Regions from separate parts of the Mus musculus genome. Here region 1 is linked to region 2. Evidence: chromatin contacts called from public promoter capture Hi-C data. All regions are on one chromosome and are shown on one strand. Each heading gives the region's core, a stretch centred on a gene start, on an enhancer-like site or on the middle of the called end of the contact. The rest is flanking DNA. Distances are from core to core; before and after follow the strand shown.

Region 1 (7,449 bases), core at 1,855-4,354, 200 kb after region 2:
AAACGACGGTAAGGACTATCTGAGACCTACTCTGCCATGGTGCTTGACAGCAACCATCTGAGTCCACATTCCCTGTGAAGTTATTTCCCTGCTCGTTTCCCTCCTGAAACAATTATCTTCCCTTGACTCTCCTAAATATCTCCACTGTTTATAGGGCAGGTCCTTGCAAGTCCTCCTGTCTTGAGTTTCTCTTAAAATTCCCAGCAGATGCAGCACGCAGCAGTTCATCCCCTGAATATAGGCATGAGGGAATTAGAGAGGCCTGTGAGCCACGCAGCTGGATCGGCTTCCAGGCAGGGAGAGAACAGAGTTGGTGTGCCAATAATAAACAGCGAGACCATTGTGTAGTGCCTGTGTCTCACTGCCCAAGCTACCTGGAGTCTCGAGAGATCTCGGATTCCCCTCTGAGAGTCTGCACATCCCAGTGGGGGAATCTCTGGCTTCTGAGCCCCCCACACAGAGTCCAAATCAGTTGGTCAGGGAGGGGAAAAAAGTTGTAAAGATTTTTGAGGGCCCATGGAGGCCAACTGTAGGCTCCACACAACAGCGGCCAGGCAGAGAGACTGGATACTCTGAGCCCTCCGTGCTGCCTCAGAGGCCCCTAGGGAAGGTGCAGCCAGATAAATGACCAGTTTATTGTCATGAAGAAGACAGCTCATTGGCCAGTCCCTTACAGGTATAAGAGGACCACAAGTCTACGAACTTCTATTTCTGACACCGTGTGTCTCTGACAGAAAAGATTCGCCTTTTATAATGTATAAGCCATTTCTTTTCTGAGGCGGAGTGTGATCATGGAATTCTGTATGCTGAGCTGGCACTCACGAGCTCCTTTGTTTTGGGTCATTTCTCTGTGTTTGACGGAAGCTTTCCAAGGACATCTCACACAGCTTCAGTGAGCACCAGTGTAGCCACACGAACAGGGGAAGGAATGGTGCAAGGTATCAGAAGACAGTAGAATGAGTGTCAGTCAGTCAGTGGACAAAAGGCGAGATACAGGAGCACACAGCAAGAAGAGGGGCTTGAAGCGGGGAGCAACCCCCACCTGAGATGAAATGCTAAGAGTGCTGGCCTTGGCTCTATGGACAGTTGAGAGGACCAATCCCTGTGGTGGAGGACTGCCTGTGCACTGTAGGGTACTGAACTAACTTCTCTGGCCACGCCCACTGTATTCAGAAGCACTTCCTATTGCTCCCGCCCCCATCTTCACTCTCCCCCCCCACCCCCCCCACCCCCCCGCAGCTGTGACAACAAAAGTGGCTGCTGGTGTTGCTACCCTTCCCCTGGATTGGCTATGGCCACTACCAAGACACTGGTGGCGCACGCCTTTAATCCTAGCACCTGGGAGGTAGAGGCAGGCAGATTTCTGAGTTCGAGGCCACCCTGGTCTACAGAGTGAGTTCCAGGACAGCCAGAGGAAATGCATTTCCCTTAGAAACAGTAGCACACACTCCATATCTAGATATAGACTCTGACAGATGCGTGTGTCATTTCCATTTTATTAACAGAAACTGCCGAGCAAGTTTAAGAAGTTCTATGCGGAGTTTGAGAGCTTGATGGTAAGTGACAGTAGCTTCTTTTACTCTGCTCACTGTCCGCATTAATCCAATTTCTGATTAGCTCAAGTTCTCATTGCAGAAATTTTATCCGTCCTTGTATGACTTTAAGAAGTTTATGATCCCTTTTAGTGCTGCTAAAACAAGCATGTCTGACTAATGAATGGCCCCCTCAGGAACTAACTTAAAGAGGACTTATGTCCCACATAAGGTCAATTTGTGTAAGTTAGCAAAGCAGTGTGATGGGGTCCCACCTAACACCGCTCAGGTGGCTATGGGTTGGAGCTATGTTTCTTGGCTTGCCAAAATTATGTCTCCCCGTTGTCTGGGAGGTGTTACCAGACAGGAAAGTGGTGACTGGGTCTTGCTGCCGGGCAAGGAACGGTTCAGGGGGCAAGTTAGGACTGGCTATGCCAGAGCATGGGGTAGGGAGCCGAGCTTTGGGAAGGAGGTGGGGCATCGTTGAGTCGGGGATCTGTCCAGGTTTGTTTTACACTGTTTTTTTTTGTATTCAGAGGGATGCCTCCCCTTGGCGCCTGTGGGTGCCTTCAAACCAGAACAGAAATAAACAGCACAGTATTGTCTCACAAGCATGTGAAGTTGTTTTTAAAACAAACCAAACCTGTTTAAATCTGCCTTTCTCCCAGAGTATCTCATCCCCAAAGACACACAGCTGTGGGATGCTTTGTGTGCTGCGGAGGTTAAAAAGGGGGCGTGGCATGTATCACTCGTCACTCAACACTTTTGTTTTCTCCCAAGGATCCTTCCAGAAACCACAGGGCATACAGGCTGACAGCAGCCAAGCTGGAGCCCCCTCTCATCCCTTTCATGCCCTTGCTTATTAAAGGTAATCCGAAGGCACAGCCAGGCCAGGTGGGAGGGGCCAGGCCAGGTGGGAGGGGCCAGGCCAGGCGGGAGGGGCACGCACCAGAAGGTTCTCTGTCTTTCCATCTCCCTGGGCTCCTGCTCTTGGGCCCCAGTCTCTTAAAGGAGTGGGAAGGTGGGAACACAGCGATATGAAAAGCCCATGATTTTGAAGCTTTTGGAGTGAAAAGGGTTTACGGGTAGAGATTTTACTAACCTCAGGTAAAGTGATTTGGAAAGTTAAACACCTAACATAAAAGAAACTATTATCAGCTTTTCCAACTACAATGTTATGCAAATCTACCTGCATATGCTAATGGTGCTATTGTACTTTCTTAGTGTGACATATTTCTGTTAGTGACTAGAATGTGGCTTTTATTTCTTTACAGATATGACATTTACTCATGAGGGGAACAAGACGTTCATTGACAATCTAGTAAACTTTGAAAAAATGGTACGTGCAGTATTATAACCTTAACTACAATGTTTTTTTTTCCTAAAATGAAATTTGCATTTGTACTAATAAGGCAAATAACTTCTGTGTATGCTGCCATGTTACAAAGGTAGTTACACAGAATGGAGTTTTGAAACATTTGGTTCAAATTGGCTCCGTCTTTTGCTGTCAGCTCTCTTTTGTGGAGCTGAATGGTATTTGTGCTGGGGCTCACAGCAGCAGTTGGCTTTTATGCCTTGTGTTTCTGTCCCTCCGCTGCCTGTTGTTAAAACGCACGAACGCTCAAGAGTGACTTCTGTGTTTCTCGTTGTTTTGTAAGGTTTGTGCAGCTAGCTAGACTGCCCCAGGATGCCTTTGAAATGTTTATCTGCCAGGGCCGACTGGAGTGCATGTAGGTAAAGAGGCAGCACTACAGCCGATCTTTATTGTAGGGTATTAATCTAAGAGTGTATTACTTAGTCTCATAAAGTTCACTCAAGTTCAGAGAGGGGACTTGGAGACTTGGAGATCACCATAACGACAACAATAACAATAACAACAATGAAATGCTGGGAACAAATGGGAAGCTGGCACTTTCATATTCCATATTTTCCAGCCCCTTCTCCTCTATCTACCCCACCCCCACCCAGAGAAGAGGGAGTCTGGCAAAGGTACTTCGAAATTTGTTTTCTTATCTCCTGTGAAGCAATAAAGCAGGCCCTGCCAAAGCCTTTCTTTAGCTACACAGTCCATGTCAATGGAATGCCACAGTTTCTCCAAATCCCTGGCCTGTGTGCATCCTGGAGACGGGGAATGGTAGAGCTTCAGTTCCCAGGATGTATACATTTGCCCAAAATTAGGTTTTACAGTGCAAGCGTGTCTCTGGCTTTGGAACTTAGGAGATCTTTAGGGTCAATACCCAGTTCCCTTTGTTCCTCATCTTCTGTGTGAATCTGTTTCCTCAACAAAAAATTGGGGGCTCATCCTGCTTTATTCGTCTCTAGGCAGATGGATGGTCCTGGTGCATGAGTCTTCTTGTAAGTCAGAAAGTACTAGAGAGTTCTTATCAGAGACCTGAAATTCTCGTTGTTGCTTGGAATCAAGCTAGTGTATACATCTGCAGAAGAATTTGAAACACCCTACTGTGCATGGGCTCCAAAGAATTTGAAACACCCTACTGTGCATTGGCTCAGGCTAAACCTCATTCTCTATGAGTTTACAATTAGGTGCACAGTGTTGGCTGGTTAGATCCTACTGTTTTAGACTGAGGAAACAGATATAAACACACACTCCTCAAAGACACTGCACCCATGGGTAAAAATGGTTTCTCAGTGGTTTCTCCCCCCTATACCAAAGGTAGGACATGAACATCCCTGCTATGGTGTCAGTTTGGTGATTTTTTTTTTAATGAAAAGAAATAATTCTTTGCTTACTTGTTAGCATAGAGAATTAAACATTCCCAAGCATTTTCAAGGAAGGGAGGGATTCTGAGCCACTTATGCAGACCTAGAGGCAGCCAAGCCAACCACTGAGCTATAAAATACTCAGACACAGAGATGTGGGACTTAGGATTCCTAGAGTAATAAGATGACTTTATGACCTGAGACTGCTCATATGAACTGTGTGGCCCCGAGCAAGCAAGCAAGGCAGTGCTCACCGTGCCGGCCATCGGATGAGGATTATCTCTGAGTTTCGGCTAAGGATTATCTCTGAGTTTCTAGAGCCATTTTCTCTCCACAGCCTGCAGAGGAAGTCAAGATGACCAGGAGGAGGCTCCTCATGTACCCCAGGATCACAGTAGTGAACTCCTTCCTGTTAGGCAGTCCGGGAGGAGGTCCTAACTGTTCTGCTTTCTGGGTGGCCACGTTTGTTTCGTAGCCACCGAATGGTTTAAGCTAGCATTGTAGCTGTGACACACAAGCCCTAGTCAGTTGGACATCATGATAATTGTTTAGAAACACAGAAAGTTTATTTCTTTTCACTTCAAAGTCTCAAGTGAATATGGTAGCTCCACTCTGAGGAACAGCAAAGGTCCCTGGCTTCGGCTCTCTTCCGATTTCACGCGGTCCATGATGGCCCACCGTCACATCTGCATCCTAGCCCTCATTTGGGGGATCAGTGCGTCTCACTAAAAATCAAGGGTTCTGTTGCTATGCAGGAGAGGGAGAGGAAGATTTTGGGAAAGCACTCTTTGCCCTCTGTGCCAGCAGCTTTCTAAGCTTTATTTTATTTGATAAATCATATTACCAGACAGATTCATTTCAGAAATGTCCTTCCACAAGTTAAGTCTTAGTAGAAAACTAAGTAGAAGTTCAAATCAAAATCGATTTGATTGGCTTTCTAAACCTGACCGATCAACATGACATTATCAGTCAACATTGATCAATTAGTGTCGGCTAGCTTTCCAGCATTTTTCTCCCACCAGCTGGCCCACCTTTCTTCTGGGCACCACTAACCGTCACCCTCATCTACAGTTAGCCCTAAGTGCCTTGGAGAAAGACATGTTGTATGCTCTAAGTTCTTGTCAGGCATCCGTCAACAAAGACCAGGTACAAGCAGGGTCGGCAGTCTGTGTGTGTGGACCCGCTGGGCTGTGTCCCCAGTGGGAGCCGCTGGCAGGGGCAGAAGTCACCAAGGGCAGCCAGGGGCACCAACACCTTTCTGTGGTGCTGGCCTCCATAGGCACAGCAAGCCAGCGTGCCAACGCTGCTGTTTGTTTGTTTGTGTTTTCAGCGTCTTCACCCTTGAGGTATGAAATGAGGATTAGAGAATTTACTGCTTATTGGCTTTCAGGATTTTTGAGTATGAACAAAAGAGAACTCACATTCTTATCCTTATGCAAAAAAAAAAATTATTTTCAGGCATTCTTTCTTTTGGGGGAAACATAAAGGGGTATTCAAAAAAATGTTTGAATAAAGCCCTTTATAGCTTTCTATGGCATGTATGAATATTTATAACACTCAGAAGGTAGACTAGCAATGGATTAGAGGATAACACACTGGCCGCTTGCCACTATCCCAGCTGCAGAGAGCATGCTGATAGGTACAGCACTGCTGTACCACGGGGCTGATTCTATTTCAGACATACCCATATTTAGGTATATTTACTTAAGAATAAGATTTTGAAGTACCTATTTTTTTTTCTGGAATGAGAGCCATGGAGGAAACTTCTAGACTTCTGGAAACATGAACGGAGCTTATTAAAGAAGAGAAATGTTCTGAGTCCTTTCGGTTTGGCATTTCTAGGCATGCCCTTATAACTTGCAACAATGTGGCTTCTAACGCCAGTAATATCCTAAAAGGCTCCTGGGGATCATTGGTTTTGTTTCTTGGAGCTATGGAAAAAGAATCTTTAGGTAAAAATCTAAGTGTTCAAATCTGCCTGGTCCCCAAGACCTTTTCAATCCAAAACAAATCTATAGGAATACCTTGGGGATTTACACTTTATATAGACTGCACAGACCAAGACAAATGCACATTTCCCTAAAATGTACGCTAGAACAGAGCGACGGAACGGATGAGAGTGCCCAGGCAAAGGATGTCACTGTATGCTGCTGTAAAGGTAAGCAACAAACACATAAAATATTAAATGTTAACAAAAAAAAACAACAGAAGATATATTAAACGAAGGCCATGAGAGTAGTAAAGACATGCACCGATGAAGCTGGTGGTGGGAAGTTCCTGCAGCCATGTCAGCAGCAGACAAAACCACACTATGTACAGTCACATTGTAAGATCCAGCGTGCTGCCCCAGAGACCCGTCAGGCTTTGTCTCAGACTTCAGCTCTGTAGATAGCCCAAGCTGGCAAAGCCATCCTCTTTCTTTCCATTGCAGCCTTGGGTCCTTTGCCTGAGTGTTATTTCCCCGTTTCCCGGTGCCTGGCTCCTTTTCCTGGTTCAGTTTGTGCTTGTGCATCTTCTCTGTGTGAGTGCTCACTCACGTGAACGTTCTGCCTCGTGGTCCAGCCTCAAGAGCAGCTCTTACGGTCTGAGATCGTCATCTTTGCTTTTCCTCATCTGTCCACCTCCCTAGAAGGCGAGGGCCGGCCGTAGACCAGGGAGGAATCTTCTCTGTGTTGGCCACTGATATCTCACAAACATCATCCATAAATGTGTCTGGTATATTCCAAGTATGCAAGAAATAGTATGCATATATTCCAGGTATGCATTAAATATAAGGATAGTCCAGTGATATTCCAGTGCTAGACTTGATGAAGGAGGGCATTTGAAAAGGATTTTGTAATACCCAGAAGCATTTTCTACTTGTTAGAAATTGAATTAATGAGGGTGTCCTGTAGCATTTTGCAAAACCGAGATTCGTCCTGGGACGATGTTTTAACTTAGCTTTCTGTTCCTGAATGGGCAATCCTCTTTCCTTTTCTTCTCTGCTTGGTACTCTGCCCTTCAGTGTCCTTCCATTTGCCTTCAGTGTGCTCAGAGAAGCATACTGCACTCCACGTGTGTCTGAACTGTGATGCCCCATGGCCTTCCTATGTACAATAGACTGTGGATGTTGTGGATGGTAGATGAGTGTTGGTTTGTCACAAATCCTTTGGCTATAAAGATCCACCACTGGAGACAATGCTCAGGCTTCTTCAGG
Region 2 (6,903 bases), core at 1,809-4,308:
CAAAGTTTGAATTCTTCCTGTTGCCCACACACGAGAAAGAGTGAGTAGAGTTGGAGGTAGGAAGTGAAGAAAGAGAAAGAAAAAACAGTTACAAGAGATTGAAGCAGATTGGGAGAGGATAGCGCAGAGCTGTGCTCAGGGTCCAGTCACCGGAGAGGAGAGGAGAGAGCAGCCTTCCTTAGCTAGCCTGCGTCTCCATTTTCTTTCTCTGGGACCCTCTGTCTGTCTTCTCACCAAGTCAGAAAGGATACAGTGTCAAGCTCTCAAATGCACCCCAGTTTTACCCCTGTGTGGGGGACATTAGATGCTTTCTGGGCCAGAACTGAGCAGAGCAAGAAAGGCTTCTGGCGTAGGAGTGCCTCCTACAGGCGGCTGTGCACAGAGCATCCTACAAGCATCGCAGTGGCCATGCCCTGCGCAAGACCTGTGATCTCTTGGAAGCGCTGACTCATTTTTTCCCAGTGCTCATGCGGGTCAGGTGGGGCAGCCAGTTCCTTGTGACTCTGGGGCTTATGTCCTTGCCAACAATGGTGCCCGAAGGCTGGGGAGAGGGAAGGATAGAAGTGAGGCCAGCTGGCATCACAGTTGTGGGGAGAAGCCGATCCTGTCTTCTGCCTGTGATGCAGGCTCATAGTCCCAAGCCTTCACCAACACACCCACCCACTCATCCTTGACCACCTCTTAGATTTTGCGATGTGCGGTTAAATCAGCGTGGTTCTCCATTCCATAGCACACCCAAGCGGTGAAGTGGGATGGACAAGGGAAGAAAACGGACAACGGTAGGTTACAGGGTAGAGGCGTAACTGTTAGAAGGGATGTCGATGTGTTGTGTGGGCAGCTGGGAGAAAGAAAGGATCCTGACTCGGATGAAGGAGTGGGTGGTGGTGCCCCTGAAGAGGCAGGCATAGTATTTTTTGTGCTATAGATTTATTGGGTTTTATCGACTTGATACTTTTTCTTTTTCTGAAAAAGTTACCCTATTTCATGAGGCACCAGGAGGTTAAGAATGCATATATAAATATTCTATTTGCCTCATAAACTCCTATTACCTTCCGACCATTCTATATGCTATTTCCTTTTCCATCACTCACATTGTGCCAGGAGCTTAGGAACACCGTGTATGTGTGTGTGTGTGTGTGTGTGTGTGTGTGTGTGTGTGTGTGTGGCTTGAGCCCACCCATAGGTTGGCCCAGGTATGCTTCGTCATGCTCGTCCACAGAGAAGTCATGGTCTCCTTAGGATGATGGAGTGGCAAAGCTGAAGAGCTAGAGACCACTGGGACCCCCTGTCATCCCTGAGTCTTTCCTTTTCCATCAGTTAGTCAACATGCGTGGTGGCCTATTGAAGTGTCCAAAGGTGTCTCACTAGTATCCAGGGGATCTGCCCACCGGGATGCCTAAGATCACAGTAAAGAAATCCACCGATCCCACATTGTAGAGAAGTATGAAAATGATTCAGGGAGTGAGTGGGCCTGCCAGTGTCAGGCCTTCGCTGTGTGGTGAGGATGGGGCCCACTGGGCTTCAGGCCTAGGGATGGCTTACCTCCCCAGCACAGGGGTCCGGCCCACTGTCAGCAGCCAGAACTAGTTGGTGAGATAGGTCTTACTCAATAGCCCTGCTTGGCCCGAGACTTACTGTATAGAAGACAAGGCTGGCCTCAAACTCAGAAACGCACATACCTCTGTCTCCAAATGACACAAAATCCCATTGAGATCTGCATAGCTCATTTCTCAAGCAGTTACATTCTTCCTACTTCTGATGGACCCCAGAGCCACATCCTGCTTATGTGGCCTTGATTTCTGGGCAGCTAAGACCCCCCAAGCTGAAGGCTTCCAGAGCAACCTGACTGGGAGAGAGTAAGCCTCTGGATAGCAGGAGCACCTCCCACCAAGAGACCTTCCCCAAGACCTGATGCTCTTGTTCCCAGTTCCCGCATTGCTACTTTGTAACAACCGTGTTTGTCCTCAGCATCCTGGGAAATGCAGAGCCGCAACTCCTTGTGCCCTGGAGCTTTTAGAGACCTGCAAACCCTCACGCCTATCTTCGTGTTTTTATTCCATGCTTATTTTTCCTCACCACCAAGCTCGCTGCAATGTGCACTCACATCAGAGACATGTCTCCCAGCTTCTCAGACAGCCTTCTGGCCTTGGCCCTTCTTTTTGCTATCTTACAGAACTTTGACCAGCCAACAAGGGGGTGTGCCTACAGGCAGCATCCATGTCTAATGGTGTCCGACATGACATGTTCATGTAGGTTTCTGCTTGGCAACAGGCATCTTGTTTAGGAGTAGTCTCTCCAGTTCCCCAGTGACACTTTGTCTGCATCTCCAGGGACATCTTACCCTCAAAACAATACACACAAATAATAGCAATAGTGATGATGATGGTGGTGGTGATTATGATGATGATAGTAAACCTTAAAGTAGGCATATATACCTACTATATTAGACAACAGCACTCAACTCTCTCTCTCTCTCTCTCTCTCTGTGTGTGTGTGTGTGTGTGTGTGTGTGTGTGTGTGTGTACACAAGGCCTTGCTTTTCCCTGCAGATTTTATAGGTGAGGAGAATTTATGGTATAACAAATATTTAAATCCTAGAAACATGTATGCTTTTTTAGCAATTCTGGAAACACCTAAACTAAGGGAAATCTCCAATCATATCAATTCCTAAAGACTGACTGACTTTCATGTTTCAAAATAGAGAATGGTGCTTTATGATGTCACTAAAGCCTGTAACACTCACTGTTATCTTTATTTGATACAAACCCAGCAGCTGGGTTGGGTATGGCTATGCACAGTTAGATACGCTATGAACTGAGGCTAGTGGGTCCTACTCGCTGTATATAAAGCACTTAGTACAAAGCTTTGAATGAGCAGGGTCCCGGTGTTTTCTGCTAACTAATAAAAAGTTGATTGCCTAGACTGGAGAGCTGTTGGCTCCCATACCTGCAATGCTAGCAATGGTCACAAGAGGGCAGTGTTAGAACATGAAAACCAGGAACTGCAGCCCAGTATTTTGAAACTGCAGGAGTTTAAATTTTGTTCAGCCATTTCACTGGAGCAGAGATTCTGGGCTGCACTTGGCCTTGGTCTCCACTTCATTCCACCCCCTCATCTGTCATTGTGCCATTATCTGGCAATTTTTACTCTGGTTTTGAAAAAAAGACCTCTTGCTGTTTTTCTCTCTAAGGTCAAATAGAAAACCTTTAGTCATCCCTGCCTTTGCTTTTACAACACAGATGCCTTTGTTCATTGCAGTTTTGATTATTAAATTTGAAGTACAGCTCTCTCTCCCTTTCTCCCCACCCTCCTTCCCTCCCTCTCTCCCTCTTTCGCTCCCCCCCCTCTGTGTGTTTCCTTCCCTCCCTCCCTCCCTCTCCCCCGCTTCCTCTCCCTGATTCTTTCACTTGGCCACACACTCTGTTCGCTTTCCTTTCAGTGACATCACCATTTTTGGGAGACACTACTTGAACACATTTCTGAACAGTTTTACGAAGCCCAGAAAACGTAAAAGGTGGCAAGCTGGTTGCAGATGGTGTCACTGCTGACTCCCGCCGGAGCTCTGGCTGGGGCTGAGCTATTCATTAGGAATGGATATTTAGTTGACTTGGCATTCTGCACAACTCACCCTACATGTAGTTTTGTTGTTGAGTATTCTTTGTCCGGGTGACACAGTGCTGGCCAGTTCAGCTCTGCACTGGTTAGAAATGCCCGTGCCAGGCCGTGCTCTGCAAGCCAGCCCCAGCGAGCTTGCCTGATGTCCATCGGCTGCCCGACAAGCCGATTCCAGGGACACGCTCTGAAAGGAACCGGCCTTGCCGTTGCCGCTTGCCAGAAAACACATTTGACTTAGAAGTATCTTGCCTTCCTGCTTGGCAGTAAATCCTTTTGACACACGTGCAGTTGGATGCCTTGACAGACTCTGAAATTGGGTTCCATTTGATTTGATTACTTAAAAACGCTTAGAGAACTCAATAAATTCCAGGAGCAAATTCAAGCTCAGGAAGCAAAATGCAAGAGCTTTGAAACCTAGTGGCAAGTATAGGCTGGAAATGAACCCTGTAAAAACATCAGCTTTTAAAGAACTTATGCTTCTGAGTCTACCTATACACGTAAAGATAACCTAACACAAATAAGATTGTTAACTCTTGACTCAATGACACAGAAATGAATAAATTCTGAATAGCTAACAGGTCTGATAACTCTTCAGAATCACAGGATAATTTTTCATTTTCCATGAGTTCATCACAGACACAGCTCATGTCCCCAGATCATCTGCGCAGGCCAGGTTTCAGTGGACCATGATCGTACATTGTGACATGTAACCCTGGCCTTCTTACCACCGTGACCACTTCACAGTGTCCGTATGAACACATGTGAGACAGCTCTGGCGAGAATGTCTGCTTTAAGATGTGAGAACGCCACAATGCAGATGCACAAAGCAGATAAATTAAGAGGTGATTAGTCGCAGTACAAAAGGATTCTTTGATTTACAGCAGGATTGTCAGGAGGGTTTCTTTGAATACAAGCTCCCCCAGAGAGCTCAAGTGTTTTGCAGATCATTCAAACCACTTGACATCCAGACTGGGGGACAGAGAAACTTGGAATTTAAGTGTTGAAAGCCATCATTAGATGAAGCTTAATACAACACGACTATAGAGGTTCTCTGTTGTTTAAATAAAGGCAAAAATATAATTTGCTTTTTAGAAGTGTAGAAAACCTATACATGCGTGGCGATGTGACTGAGTTAGGAATTATATTGTATTATTTTTTATCTATTTAATTCTGGCAAGCTGACTCAGCCAGTAAAGGTGACTGCCACCAAGCCTGGTGACTTCAGTTCAAGTCCTGAAGCCCACACGCTAGAAAAAGAGAACCAACTCTTATAATTTCTCACAATGACCTCGTCGGGCATGCTATGGTATATGTATCACGGTAGCTTTCCCCCCCAATACAGAAATGTTTAAGATGTGTTCTGCTATTAATCTTTTTTAAACATTTATTTATTTATTTAATGTATACAAGTGATCTATCTGCATGTACACCTGCATGCCAGAAGAGATCATGAGGTCCCTTTATAGATGGTCATGAACCACCATGTGCTTGCTGGGAACTGAACTCAGGAACTCAGCCAGTGCTCTTAACTGTTGAGCCATCTCTCCAGCTGCTGATCTTGTTAAAGGCATTGTGACCATTTCACAGAGGTCTGAGAGGAGCCAAAGCCATGGAGGCAGTGTAATCTAGATCTGCCAAGGTTCAGGCCCCTTCCACATCAGCTCTGCCTGACTCTTGTCTCTGTGTGGACCTCCTTTGCCTCTTGTTTGGTGCCTGTCACCACAGGCTGGTTGGCATCCTTTGGTTTGGTCCCAGCATCTAAGATGGCTGTAGTTTTGTGTGGCAAAGACTCAGGCAGGTTTAGAAACTGGTACATGCAGACTGAGGTATACATGTGGACAGGGACTGTGTGGAATAATTGTATGCCAACTTGACACGGGCTGCAGTCGCCTGATAGGAGAGAACTCTGGAGTAAAAGCCTCATAAGATGGGGCTGTAGACAGCCTGTAGGGCATTTTCTTAATTAGTGATTCATGTCCGGAGGACCCAGCCAGTTCTGAGCGGGATCACTCCTGGGCTGGTGGTCCTGGGTTTTATAAGAAAGCAGGCTGAACAAGCCATTAGGAGCAAGTCAGTGAGCAGCAGCCCTCCATGGCCTCTGCAACAGCTCCTGCCCTGTTTGAGTTCCTGCCATGATTGGTTTCCATGATGAATGGTTATAAGGATTTTATGAGTGAAAGACAGCCTTTTCTTCCCAAGTTGCTTTGGGCTGTAGTGTTTTATCAAAGCGTTAACAGCCCTAGGTAAGTCAGGGAGTCAGAAGGCAGGCCCAGCGGGGAGCTGGACTCTACCCAGGTTCACTCGGAACTTTCCCCACAGAATGACTACCTGAGAGCCCTCGGTCTACAGATGTATTGTCAAATAATGCATCGGCAGGAACAGGAAGTCTGCAGCGAGGTAAAGAGACTGAGTAGTTTCTAGTCTCAGTTCTCCCTCTGCCTGTTTTGGATAAGATACTGAGCATCTTAGAGTCTGAATCTGTCTAACTTCTGAGACAGCGATAACAATGATGATAGTGCGGACCACTGTAATAACAGTCCTAACCTCAAAAATCCTACAGGCTTCAAATTCTGAAACTTTTGAGTGCTAGGAATGGAATTTTCTACGTCTGATCCGATATGACAGGTAATTCAGACACAGTTCAGGGAATGGAGTGATCACTTGGTCGATAAAATACCTGCCAGAGAAGCACTAGGACTGAGTTCAGCTCTCCAGTCCCCCAGGCATGGCCACACCATTGGTAGGTTCCAGGAACTGGGAGGGATGGAGGCAGGTGGGTCCCAGGAGATGGCTAGCCAGCCAGCCTAGCCAGTTGGTGAGTGCTGAAATCAGTGAGAGGCCCTGTCTCAAAGGATCCTGTCTCTGGTCTCCACGTGTGCACACACATGTATATACAAAACACAGCTTAGTGTGTGTACACATTTGTTTGGAATATTGCATGAAGTTATTTTCAGAATGTGCATAAGGAAATGTGACATAGAAGTGATTGTGTGTTTAGAGAGAGGTTCCTCCTGCAAAGTATCTCCCGATTTTGTGTGTGTGTGTGTGTGTGTGTGTGTGTGTAATGCAAATATCCCACAGTCTTAAAAAATGGAAACTCTTCTGATCCCAGGCATCTCGCTCAGCCTCTGTCATCAATCGGAACACCCAGGAGAGATTAAGCGTTTGTTTCTAGTCATGCTGTGTTCAAATAACACGGGCCAAAGAGACATCACGATCAGAACGGTACTGCGTCATGGGACAGCATTCCACTTCCATCCATGCAGAGGTCTTGTCCTGGGGATCTTA

The links. Capture Hi-C pulls out chosen DNA fragments and counts their contacts.
Region 1: a promoter capture Hi-C map of adipose tissue shows a contact between it and region 2. The contact joins two enhancer-like sites. A contact is called at or near these places in 20 of 39 promoter capture datasets (the 3T3-L1 cell line, 3T3-L1-derived adipocytes, the C10 cell line and 15 more), 6 of 484 Hi-C or Micro-C datasets (the HPC-7 cell line, cranial neural crest, liver and 3 more), 5 of 115 datasets of contacts at active chromatin or transcription factors (bone marrow-derived macrophages, cardiomyocytes, embryonic basal ganglia and 1 more) and 4 of 9 other capture datasets (adipose tissue, embryonic stem cells, liver and 1 more).

Annotation. Positions count from the first base shown.
Region 1 is chr2:72,239,922-72,247,370 of GRCm38.p6, forward strand. Rapgef4 (Rap guanine nucleotide exchange factor (GEF) 4) reads left to right here. Exons shown (of 31, transcript NM_001204165.1): 27 at 1,506-1,556; 28 at 2,313-2,400; 29 at 2,807-2,871. Among named protein-coding and RNA genes, the nearest start is that of Map3k20, 42 kb to the right of the region's middle. Within about 2 kb of position 3,105, at least 23 of the 459 cell types and tissues checked have an H3K27ac peak or open chromatin away from gene starts, as enhancers often do. A contact at or near this core is called in adipose tissue, where this site is marked.
Region 2 is chr2:72,035,388-72,042,290 of GRCm38.p6, forward strand. All of the region lies in intron 3 of Rapgef4 (Rap guanine nucleotide exchange factor (GEF) 4), which reads left to right. Among named protein-coding and RNA genes, the nearest start is that of Gm29940, 16 kb to the right of the region's middle. Within about 2 kb of position 3,059, at least 83 of the 459 cell types and tissues checked have an H3K27ac peak or open chromatin away from gene starts, as enhancers often do. A contact at or near this core is called in adipose tissue, where this site is marked.